Regions from separate parts of the Gossypium hirsutum genome. Here all the other regions are linked to region 3. A link is a contact called in public Hi-C data. All regions are on one chromosome and are shown on one strand. Each heading gives the region's core, a stretch centred on a gene start, on an enhancer-like site or on the middle of the called end of the contact. The rest is flanking DNA. Distances are from core to core; before and after follow the strand shown.

What was found. Hi-C and Micro-C count contacts between places; a contact is called where the count stands out from the background.
Region 1: a contact with region 3 is called in a Hi-C map of leaf, with 4 times the contacts expected there. The contact joins the enhancer-like site here to the promoter of LOC107942927 in region 3. A contact is called at or near these places in 2 of 34 Hi-C or Micro-C datasets (callus and leaf).
Region 2: a contact with region 3 is called in a Hi-C map of leaf, with 2.4 times the contacts expected there. The contact joins the promoter of LOC107962841 here to the promoter of LOC107942927 in region 3. A contact is called at or near these places in 7 of 34 Hi-C or Micro-C datasets (callus, hypocotyl, leaf and 1 more).

What each region holds. Positions count from the first base shown.
Region 1 is chrA06:26,137,804-26,141,523 of Gossypium_hirsutum_v2.1, forward strand. No RefSeq gene overlaps it. Among protein-coding and RNA genes, the nearest start is that of LOC107963569, 3.3 kb to the right of the region's middle. Within about 2 kb of position 1,393, at least 3 of the 9 cell types and tissues checked have an H3K27ac peak or open chromatin away from gene starts, as enhancers often do. A contact at or near this core is called in leaf, where this site is marked.
Region 2 is chrA06:24,746,973-24,750,772 of Gossypium_hirsutum_v2.1, forward strand. It overlaps LOC107962841 (alpha-aminoadipic semialdehyde synthase), which reads right to left and starts at 1,593. Exons shown (of 26, transcript XM_016899383.2): 1 at 1,401-1,593; 2 at 1,165-1,223; 3 at 563-818; 4 at 400-486; 5 at 196-325; 6 at 1-96. The coding sequence starts at 811.
Region 3 is chrA06:25,578,080-25,581,602 of Gossypium_hirsutum_v2.1, forward strand. It overlaps LOC107942927 (E3 ubiquitin ligase PQT3-like), which reads right to left and starts at 1,817. Exons shown (of 15, transcript XM_016876664.2): 1 at 1,503-1,817; 2 at 736-802; 3 at 570-639; 4 at 77-204. The coding sequence starts at 1,671.

The DNA.
Region 1 (3,720 bases), core at 143-2,642, 560 kb after region 3:
AACTAACGAAGATTGCAAGACTCTTGGATTAATTTAAGCGTGCGTGCTGATAACATATTATAAAACAAGAATAATATATAAAAAGATATATATGATACTAGGGGGATTTCTATTGCATTCTATTATTCATCATCATCATCACAACTAGTATATTCATATATATATATATAGGGAGAGATTAGACTCCTCATTTTTTCTAATACATAAATAGGAAAGGGGTTATAAGGAAATGAAATGTGAAGAGTTAAGGAATATGAAAGGTGAAAAGTTGATTATAATGAACATTCACTTAATAGCATTCATAACAAAAACAAAATTTTTTAACTTTAAATTTAATTAATGAATTGGCACAGGTTCAAAAACATATAAATGCAAAAATATTTTTGTTTTCAATAATTTTAAAATATTATCTTTTACCCTAGTTCAAATCCATATAAATCTAGGAAAATTTTAATTTATTTATCATATTTCTATAATGGAAAACATATGCAAAATGTATTTTTATATTTCCATTATTGAAAACAAATTTTTTTCCTGTTATCAAATGTATTTTTCAAATTTTAAAAAAAATAAAATGAAAACCATTTTTTAAAACATGAAAATAAAAATTCCTTTTTTATTTTATTTTAAAAATAATTTTTATTTTCTTTCTTTTTTTAAAAAATAAAAAAACTTCTTTAGTACTTATTTTCCTATAATAGAAATTGAGAAATAAAATAAAATAATCCCGCACTTATATGAATTTGAGCCAAGGTAACAAGTTTGATAGTTAATACTATTGAATTTTTTTTTTAATGTTTATATGGGTTTAAAAACTAGAGTCAATTCATTTAAACTTTTCAGTTTTACATAAAATAAAGATTAACATTATCAAATAGTTCCATTTTTCATTTCCCAAAATTTATTTTTAAAATTTTCAAATAAATAAAATTTTTCAATGTTTTCTATTTTTCAAGAAAAAGAAAACAGCCTTTATTCCCTAAAATCAAACGGAACTAAAAATTTCACTAAAATTTTCAAAGGTGAAGCCAGCAAATTTACAGAATTCACTCCAATATATTTACTAAAATATCTCTCTTCTAATGTTACTATTTTACATATTTTTAACTTTTAATCTCTTAATTTTATAAGATTTTCTACATATATTTTACTTTTATAAATACATTTTTTTATATACTAAAAATCTTAAATTTAGAAAATATTATAACAATATAAATAAAACATTAAGAAACATTTTAACCATGTAAGGGTTGGATGAACAAGGACAAGTTGGAGTCGAAAGCTGAGGTATTCAACGGATTCCAGTATTTATAAATGAAATGAAATTCGAGCTGATGGAATCCAATCGAATTGGATCAATGATGAGGTCTATATGAGTTAGTTCAGAAGCAGAAGACTTGAGAGGCCTGGAAGAAACTGTTTGTATAAGGGGTTAAGCCCATTGGCTTAGGCCCAGATTAAGGGCTAGGCCCAATTTTCTAAATTCTTTAAATCTCCTCCTCTAAATCTACTATACTAACAAAAATGCTTTGCTTTAATACTAAGGTTTTGGACTTTGAATTTTATGTTATGTTTGAATTTATTTTAATTACTTTTGAGTTAATTATTCAATCTAAGTTTTTATAATAATTAATTTATTGAAATTATTATAACTTACAAATAAATTTTTTAACACTCCTTGAAAATGAAATTTTAATTTAATATATAACACAATGCATGAATTCTAATTAGAAACAAATATACGGATGAAATTTTAATTTTTTGTTTGAGCAAAATAATTAACAGTAATTTTGAGAACAAAAAATAATGACAACCTAAACTATCAATATAGTTGGTTATGCATCAGTTTTGACTATATCATTTGGTGTACATTGTTTTAATCGAAAATAGAAACAATCAATTCTCTTTTTTCACTGTAGTGAAAATTTTAGTTTGTATCAATTTTATTAGTTTATTCTATCTAATTATGATCACACAGATCGAAATATTGTGTATCAACTTATGTATAAATAATATTAAAAATAATATAAAAATATATTTATCATTTATATTAATAAATAATAAATGCTTTAATTTTAACCATTAAACTTTACTGACTTTAACTTTTAAACAACATAAAAAATAAGTAAACAACTTGTATATCAGGGAAGAAGAAAAGAAAAGAAATGCAAAATTTCTAAAAGCTTCACTTCGTATAGGATGATTTTATTGTGAATAATTTTATTGTTTAATATTTTTTTTAAATTGTTAAATGATTGATTTTTGTTTGTGAAATTTAGTAATGAATATTTTATTCTCATTCATTTGAAATCTATAAATATATATTTTAAAAATGTTAATAAATCTGAAACGATACAATCACAACATGCATATACCTATTTATACCAATTCCAATTCTAATAGAAAAAAAAATGTTCCATATATTGCCTATCTTGATAACATCTTATTTTACATATTTGGAACAGGATTGTCAATCGTTCAGAAAGATCAAGAGTAATCTTATAATTCAATTGATATTATTGTTGTAATATACGTGTAATATACTCTAATTTAAAATTTTAGAATTTGTGGAGGTTATATGTAGTTTAGGAGTCATAAAAAAAAAGTTAAGCATTGTCAACTGTCATATTTTTTTCAAGTCTTTTCTTTATCATTGATTGGAATTATTGGGACCCACATGTTTCCTAATCAGTAGGCCTCTGTTAATTTATTATAATCCTGCTTAATTATCAAAGTTCTTTAAACAAGTGAATAAAACAATATTTTAAACTTTAAAAAAATAGAAAAAAGGTTTCTTTATGTATATAATACAAAATTAATATTTACATACCTAAATGGTATGTTAATACCATTATTTATCAAAATGGTATGTTTTTAATATTGTTGGGGGTCGAGGGTGATAGGGTGGCGGCACCAACATTTTTTTCTAGTGCAAACATGGAACCATCATTAGCATATGATTTGTATTTAAAAAAATGTATTTAAATGGTGGACGGAGTAGGATAGACGACACTTGTATTTTGTGTCCATACACAGGTGAAACTGGGTAAAAATACGGGTTACACGAGTGAGGATATTTTAAAGGCGGAACCTAGTGGAGGGTCCTTGACTGGTGGCACCCAGTGGAAAAGCCTTATTTAAGCAGTGTTTTCTTGAACGATTTTGAAGATAAGAAAAGAAGAGGAAAATTTTTTGTTGTAGTAGAAGAGAAAATATTGAAGAATTTGTAAGGTTAGTATATACCAATTTTATTTTTTTACAATATATTTTTTTAAAAATAAAATATTGAGAAATTTAATTATTTTTATATATTTAGTATTGTAGATATATAATCAATTTTTCGTATGCATTTATCCATCGAACTTCATTTATTCAAACAGGACTTATCATTTATTGGGCATTATCAGATATGTATTCAATTTTCATATGCATGACAACTACATAATTGTCATACACAACATTCAATTTAAGCATATAAATGTACAAATTTAGTTACACGAACTTACCTCGTCACTTGCTCGTATACAGAGATCTACTAATCTGATATTTTTTTCTTTTCCTCGATCTAACTCTTTATTTGATCTTTCCGGATCCAATTAGGCTTGCTTGATTTTCTTTCTCTTTCCTAGGGTTTCAATAGAATTTGGAGAAGAAGATGATATAATTTGATGATATTAGATATTTATTTTATTTATCATCTTTTATTTATTTCAATTTCCA
Region 2 (3,800 bases), core at 343-2,842, 830 kb before region 3:
CGGTGATCACTGCAGCCTTTGCAGCAGCCAAGGAAGGATACATATATGATGCACCCAGAGACAGGAATGGTGTTGAATATCCAAGACTCAAATACCCTGAAATTTGATGACAATTCAGCATCTTCACATAGACAAAGGTATGCAAATGATAAAATCTCCAAAATTTTAAAAGGATTAAAGAGTCATAGAGCATACGCTGTCCCAATCCGCGTAATAAATCGATCATTCCTGCTCTGCCAGCATATTTGCCAAATGCAAGTAACCTTTTACCATTGTCCCCAACAATAAGCTCATAGTCATACAACGATACCCTCTCCGCGAGGATCTACATGCATGCCATAGACAAAGTCATACAATAAGTTCATAGTGTCATACAAAGATACAACAGAAGAAGCTTACCTTATCCAATAATGGCATATTCTCCTTCTGAGCTTTGTGAGTATGTGAGAAGAAGGCATAAGCTCTATTAGGAAGAATCATGTCTAACTGCAATAAAGCACAACCAGTTAGGCCATAAAAGATTGTAAAATGTAAACAATAGGGAAAGGTGAACATTTAGCACCTTTGGTTGCTTGATACCCAAAATAAGACCACATTCTGATAAGTCATCTGATATGTGACAACCAACATCCTCGTAGAGGGAATCGTGATGGATGCGCTTCGTCGATGGCTGCACTATTATACGAGCTATACCTGTTTTCTCCCTCCCGCTGTGTAAAAGTCGAGCACAATGTGATGGGGTGAGAGGAACCCTTCTTTCCCATTTATTTGATGACTCAGAAAGAATCCCAACAACTCCATTTCCAAGCATCTTGAACCTTCACCAGAGAAAACAAAAGAAAAAAAAATGAACAACTAGAACTATTACAGGCTTCTTTAGAATGGGATTGAACAAAAAATACTAATCAAAGTATGTTTCTTACAGAGGATCCCATAATAAAATAGAAAACAAACTAAGAATGAAACAAATTGCTGCAGAACAATTATACCTCAATGAGATCAGTCACTGAGAAATTTAAATACTGCCGACAGTTTGTTTTATTGGGATCATTTCTCATTCAATCGAACAAATTAAGTGTGATTTTGAAGTTATATAAACACAAGTTGAGGAAAGATTCAAACACGTAAGAGAGAGAAACAGAGATTGAAGAAAATACAACTTACTTGTAAATGAAGAATTAAAAGATGAGATGAACCCAAATTGAAGCGGTGATCAAACAGTTCTGGGAAAGAAAAAGATATATCACTGAACTGATGAGTAGAGACTATGAACATGTATGAATTACATGTCATTAGAACAAATATTAGTCTGAAACTCAGAAATCATATTGATTGAGTTTAACAATGAAAATAATAAAAATAATAATAATAGTAACGTTGAAACAGAGGAACCGCTCTACGTTGAAAGAAAGGAAAAGTTTAGTTGTGAAAAAAGATGGGCAGCTGCCACCTAGCTTCCGGGAATCATAGAAGAAGAGATCGTAATACGGATTAAAGGCTTCAGAGCGGAGGAAGTTTATCAGGAAAATATAGTATAAATAAATGAATGATGATATGTTAATGCATGTATCTGGAATCCTACTCGTGAATCATGGATGGATTATCACTTCCCTTTTTGTTTTGGGGTGATGATAAGGATATGACGCTAGGGACAGAGAAGATGGGTCCCACTTTTCAGTTATTACATATCTATTACTTCCAATCACGTGGGGCCACGTATATCCTAGTTCCAAATGCCTTCCCATAATTAAATCATGTCTAATGTTAGGTTTCAATTTTTGCCACTGGGACAAGTTACCCTTTCTCCACCTCATCACGTCTCCTTAAGACTTGCATTTACCGGCTTATTATTATTATTATTAATATGATCTTAAAATTTTTAATAAAATACGAAAATATTCACTACTTTGATTATGTACATAAAATTATTTGAAATGAATATTCAAAGTTCATCGAACGAAAGATAACGATACTATCTATATAAATATCAAGGAAAGCCCCAGAAATAAACTATGATGTATGTGTCAGGTTTTTTTTAATTTTTTTAAATTTTAAAAGATATTATTTTATTTGTTGCACTTATGTGTTTTTTTTTTTAAATTTAAAACTGTAAAAAAGGAAACTATATTTTATTTGATAGAACCATTAAGAATATAGCTATTAATGTATTGTATTTTTTTAAAATTTAATTAAATTTAAATATAAAAATAATATTTTATTTGATAGAGTCATTCTTTCTAGTGCGATCAAATAGTTAAATATAACCCTTGATCACTATAAGTTGAAATAAATTTTTTTTATATTATGTTAGAGGAGAGGATGAATGGGAAAGAGATGATGGGTGTTTTTTTAATGTATTTGTGTTTTTGTTTATTTAATAAAATTTATAATTTGAGGTATGTTTTGTTTAATGATAATCTGGTGGAGCTTCGGCATCTGCAAAATTAATGATTATTTTTTTTGCCAGTTATTTATTTAGTTATTGGTTCAAATTGGTTATGCAGCAACAAGTGGATTATTTGGGATTCTCTAGGTCAACGAAATGTTTGAAAGTTTAAGGAATGCCAAATTGAACTGCACGGGTGAGATCATTACTATCAACGGCATTCGAGAAGCAAGATAATAACATTGAAAAACTTGCTCGGACGATTTGCTCGTGTTGCAGTTAAAAATTATATTTTTCAATTTGTAAGACATAATACTATAGATCTTGAACAAAATCATTTAATTATGTTTTATTTGTAAGACATAATGTTAGCGGTCTTGAACAAAAATCATTTTTTTTAGTATTGAGAAAATTGCTCGTGGTGTAAAATTATATATTGTAAGTTTAGTGAAATTATTTTTGAATGTTGCAAATGTAAAATTATATTCTTTAAAATATAATTTTTAAATTATATAAATTGTAAAATTAAATATTGTGAGTTTAGTGAAATAATTTCCATTTAAATCATTTTTGTAATGTGAATTAATCGTTTGGTAAGGGACATTTTTAAAAGAAAGTAAGAAATAGAGGACAAAAAAATAAAGAAACTTTGGGAAAAAAGAGAAAGAAAGAAAAAAAGAAAGTAGAAGAGAGAGTTAACTGAAAAAAAAATGAAAAATGATTGTTTTGTAAAAAAAATATACTGAGACATTTTTAAAATAAAAAAAATTGGACCAAAATATAAATATTTTAACTAGTTACATCGCGTCAGTTACATCAATAACATTAGCAATGTGACTGGTCAGGTCAGATGGGGGTTTAATTTTTTTTTTTTTTGAACTTTTAAGTAAGATATGTGAAAACAAAAATTATTTTGAAGAGGCGAGAGGGGGGAGGAAGAGGCCGGCTGGTACCTTTAAAAGGGAGGGTAGGGCTGATTTTGGTCCCCCTTGTGTTGAAATAGAAGAAGAGAAGAGAAGAGAAAAAGGAGTCGTGTTAGTTTCGAAGTTAATAAATACGATTAAGGTATGTAAATATATTTTGATGTGCATGTATTATATTAGAAGTAGTTATTGTAATATAATAATTAATTATATTTAATTTATATATATTTAAAAAGAAGTTATGCAAATATTAGAATGTATTTTCAAGTAAATACGGACAACATTTTATCTAAGATCAACAAAATAGTAAAATTATTAAATAATAAATTATTTATTCACATTTTATATATGATATTTATTTATAAAATGTGATATGCTATTCTTATATACTACTTTTACTAATATATAGATTTAAATTATAATTTTTTTATTATTGGACAGAGTTGGAATGGTAGATTTTAGATTAAGTTTAATTTTGATGTAATAGCTTG
Region 3 (3,523 bases), core at 567-3,066:
ATAGACTGAAAATTGGACAAAGTGGTTGATGCAACTAATTAATGCATTAAAGAAACTAGAAATGAAAGACTGATACCTTTTTAATTTGAAATGAGTGTCCTCATCATCAATACAAAATCTGTCCTCAATATTGCAAGATAAGTTCCCCTCAGTTACAGGGCATATTTCTGCTCCAAAGTCATCAAAGTTGACAGTTTCAGCATTCTGTAAAATAAATGTCATCATTTAGAAAAAAGTTCTAAACAAAATAAGTAGGACAGCTTATCTTAAGGTCCACAAGTATTATTTACTAGAAGAGTTTGTGGTTCTTCATCCATCTTGAATTTCATTAACTTAACAAAATTGTAGTAGAATAACTATATTAAAAGGCAGCAGTGAACATGGTGTACAAGTTCAAGCAAATAAAATATAGAAGACAGCATAAAACATTCTCATCTCATTACTCGTAAATAAAGAGAAAAGTGCAACAATAACAATTATAAATCTATTTATTCATATCAACATAAAATTATGTGATTAAACATCCAATATGCAATTACTATATCTTGGGTTGCAAAAATAAAACTCACCTGAAGATGAGAGGTTTTGCTCATTTTCTCATCCGGGGTAGCAAAAACTTTGCATGAGCCTAAGTGTGCCCTGAAGATAGTCATCATTCATAGGTAAGGAACCAAGATAGGATGACATATAAAAAATTTTGTATCTAAAATTAAAGTCAACTGAGAGAGCACTAACCCTGCAGGAACTCTCTTTATGATCACACTCGAGCCACAAGGAATTTGAAAATCTTCATGCACGTACTCTGTATTAAATCCATCAAGCAGACAAAGTAGTTGTTAGCAGATCTGTCTGAGTGACAGCCTATGCTGGAACCCGTGTAGTTAAAGCAAGTGACCAGCTGTTGTGTCTTAGAACAAGACAACAAAAGCGCCTCAGACTATTTGGGTCGAGGCACAGGCATTTCTATAAGGCACTAGGAGCAAAAACAGCCTGTTTGATTGAAGTCTTTAATTTCTTTAATTTTTATTTCTTCATTGATTTTATATTTAAGAGTAAAAAATGGATAATATTAAACTCTTCAGGTCTCATTATTTGTGTATTCAATAACAAAGACAACCATAAAAAATTCATGCATATTGACCAGAAAAACAAAAAAGAAAATTCTGCATATGTAAAATAGAAACTGGACGACTCTTTAGGACTAATATCAAAGTAATATATTAAGCTTATTTATAATAAAGTGCAAACACATACATCTTCATCTTTCGCTTACTTATGCGCCATAGTCAATATAAGGATTCTAGGGCTTAGTGCGTCTTCTCTCCTAGATAACACTGGCTACAAAAGCTATTCAATCCTCCATACGTATGAATCCAATTCCATGTATATCATTAGCTCGCTATAACTATAAACTTGATTTAAACGATAGATTCGTACATAACTTGAAGCGAAAGCAACCAAACAGATAATAAATTTAAAGCAGACAAAAAGCGGGAGTTAACCTTGACCGGAGATAGGATCGGAGAAGAGAAGATCGAAATCTTGGCAAAGATTAAGTTTCTTGTTTTGGACGATACTGGATTTGAGATCACGAACGGAAATCGAAGGCTGGCCTCCAATGTCGATCGAATCGTAATTGCGCGAGCTTCTGAATTTGAAGTGGACCGACATGGCTGAGTTGGAATCGGCGGGTTCAATTAGGAACTCAGTTATCTGGAATAATCTCCAGAAAAGAGGAAGGGAGGGAAAAGGGAGATGTTGTTGTGCGTCCGTATTGTGAATCTCTTTGCGAGAGAATTTGGGGATTCTGTTCGTTTTATCAAGTGTGAATCAAAACGGTTTTTATAGCGCGGCGGGTACGGCAAGATTACCACGTGCGAAGTGCGTGACATTGGCACGAATGTTTAACTATACACCTGTTAGGTTAGGCCCGATGCGAAAAATGATTTTTGTAATGTCTACGATTACTTTCAAATTAATTTTGTTAAATATTTTTTTAGAATAAAAATGAATTTTAAAAAATATTTTTACCGTGTGTCAAAATCTAAGTAATTTAATTAAAATATATATAAAAGAAAAAGTAAAAGACATTTACCTCTCAGTCTTGGTATAAAATACATCTATCCATTGAAAACTATTCACGATTGCATGTTTGAAAAAAAATCACATAAACTCTTCCATTCATATCTATTTACTAAATATTTAAATGAAAACATAACTAAACCTTTGTCATTATTTTATTTTCTATTTAATTTTATTCAGTTTTTACATTTTTAATTATAAAATAATGAAAATCCATTTACTTTAAAAATTATATTCAAATACTTTGAAATTAAATTCAAATTGAATTATATGAAATGCTTTTCCAGGATTTGGACACGCCCAAAACATAAAACAGGGGTCTAAGACTAAAAATGCTCAAAATTTAAGTTGTGCAGGTGCAGGGACTGCAAGTCTCGAAACTTGAACATCAAGTTCAAGATTTGGCTTGAATGTTTCGAGAGTTAGGTCCAGAACTGTAGAATTTTAATTTCAATGTTTGTAAGTCTCGAAACTTAGGTGTAAGTCTTGAGACCTTGGACCCTTAGAGTAGAATTTGGCTGAAAAATACTTCAAATCAACTCTAAACATCATCAAAACAAGCTAATAAGTTCCCAATTCATTTAAAACCCATTTGAAACTCAATTAAACAAAATTTATAATCGTACATGTGCTCGAATAGAGTAACGGAACAAAAGCTTCTAAAAAGAGATATTAAAAGAGTTGGAACTTTACAAATAGCTTTACAATTTCAATTATAATAAATATGTTTGTGTACATGCCAAGGTACAACACCAATTACAACTAAATTAATCAATTACAATCTTAAACTTAAGTGGCAATGAAATCACTACAACAAAACAGGTTTTTAGCGGCGTTTGAATGAAAAACGCCACTAAAGAACGAGCATTAGCGGCGCTTTTCAAAAACGCTGCTAAAGATTGAGTATTAGCGGCGCTTTTTTAAAAACGCCGCTATATGTACACCTTTAGCGGCGCTTTTAAGAAAGCGTCGCAAAAAAAATTAACACAACGGTGTCGTTTTGTGTTGAGCCTTTGGTGGCTTCAGCGACGCTTTCTAAAACGCCGCTAAAGATCGAGTATTAGCGGCGCTTTTTTAAAAACGCTGCTATATGTACACCTTTAGCGGCGCTTTTTAAAAAACGCCGCTAATGCTTGATCTTTAGTGGCGTTTTAATAAAAAACGCCGCAAAATAATTTTGTAAAACGCCATCGTTTTGTATTGAAATTTTAGTGGCTTTAGTGGCGCTTTTTTAAGAAACGCCGCTAAAAGTACACCTTTAGCGGCATTTTTTTTAAAATGCCACAAAAATGGAAAAAATTAAAATACTATTATTTAAAATAATTTTAAAGATTTTTGGTATATGACTAATTGTTTTTTAATTTATATGTTAAACATTTTCTTATATAATTGTAAATAAGATAGTATTAATTTTAAAATATTGAATTAATTATCATTATAT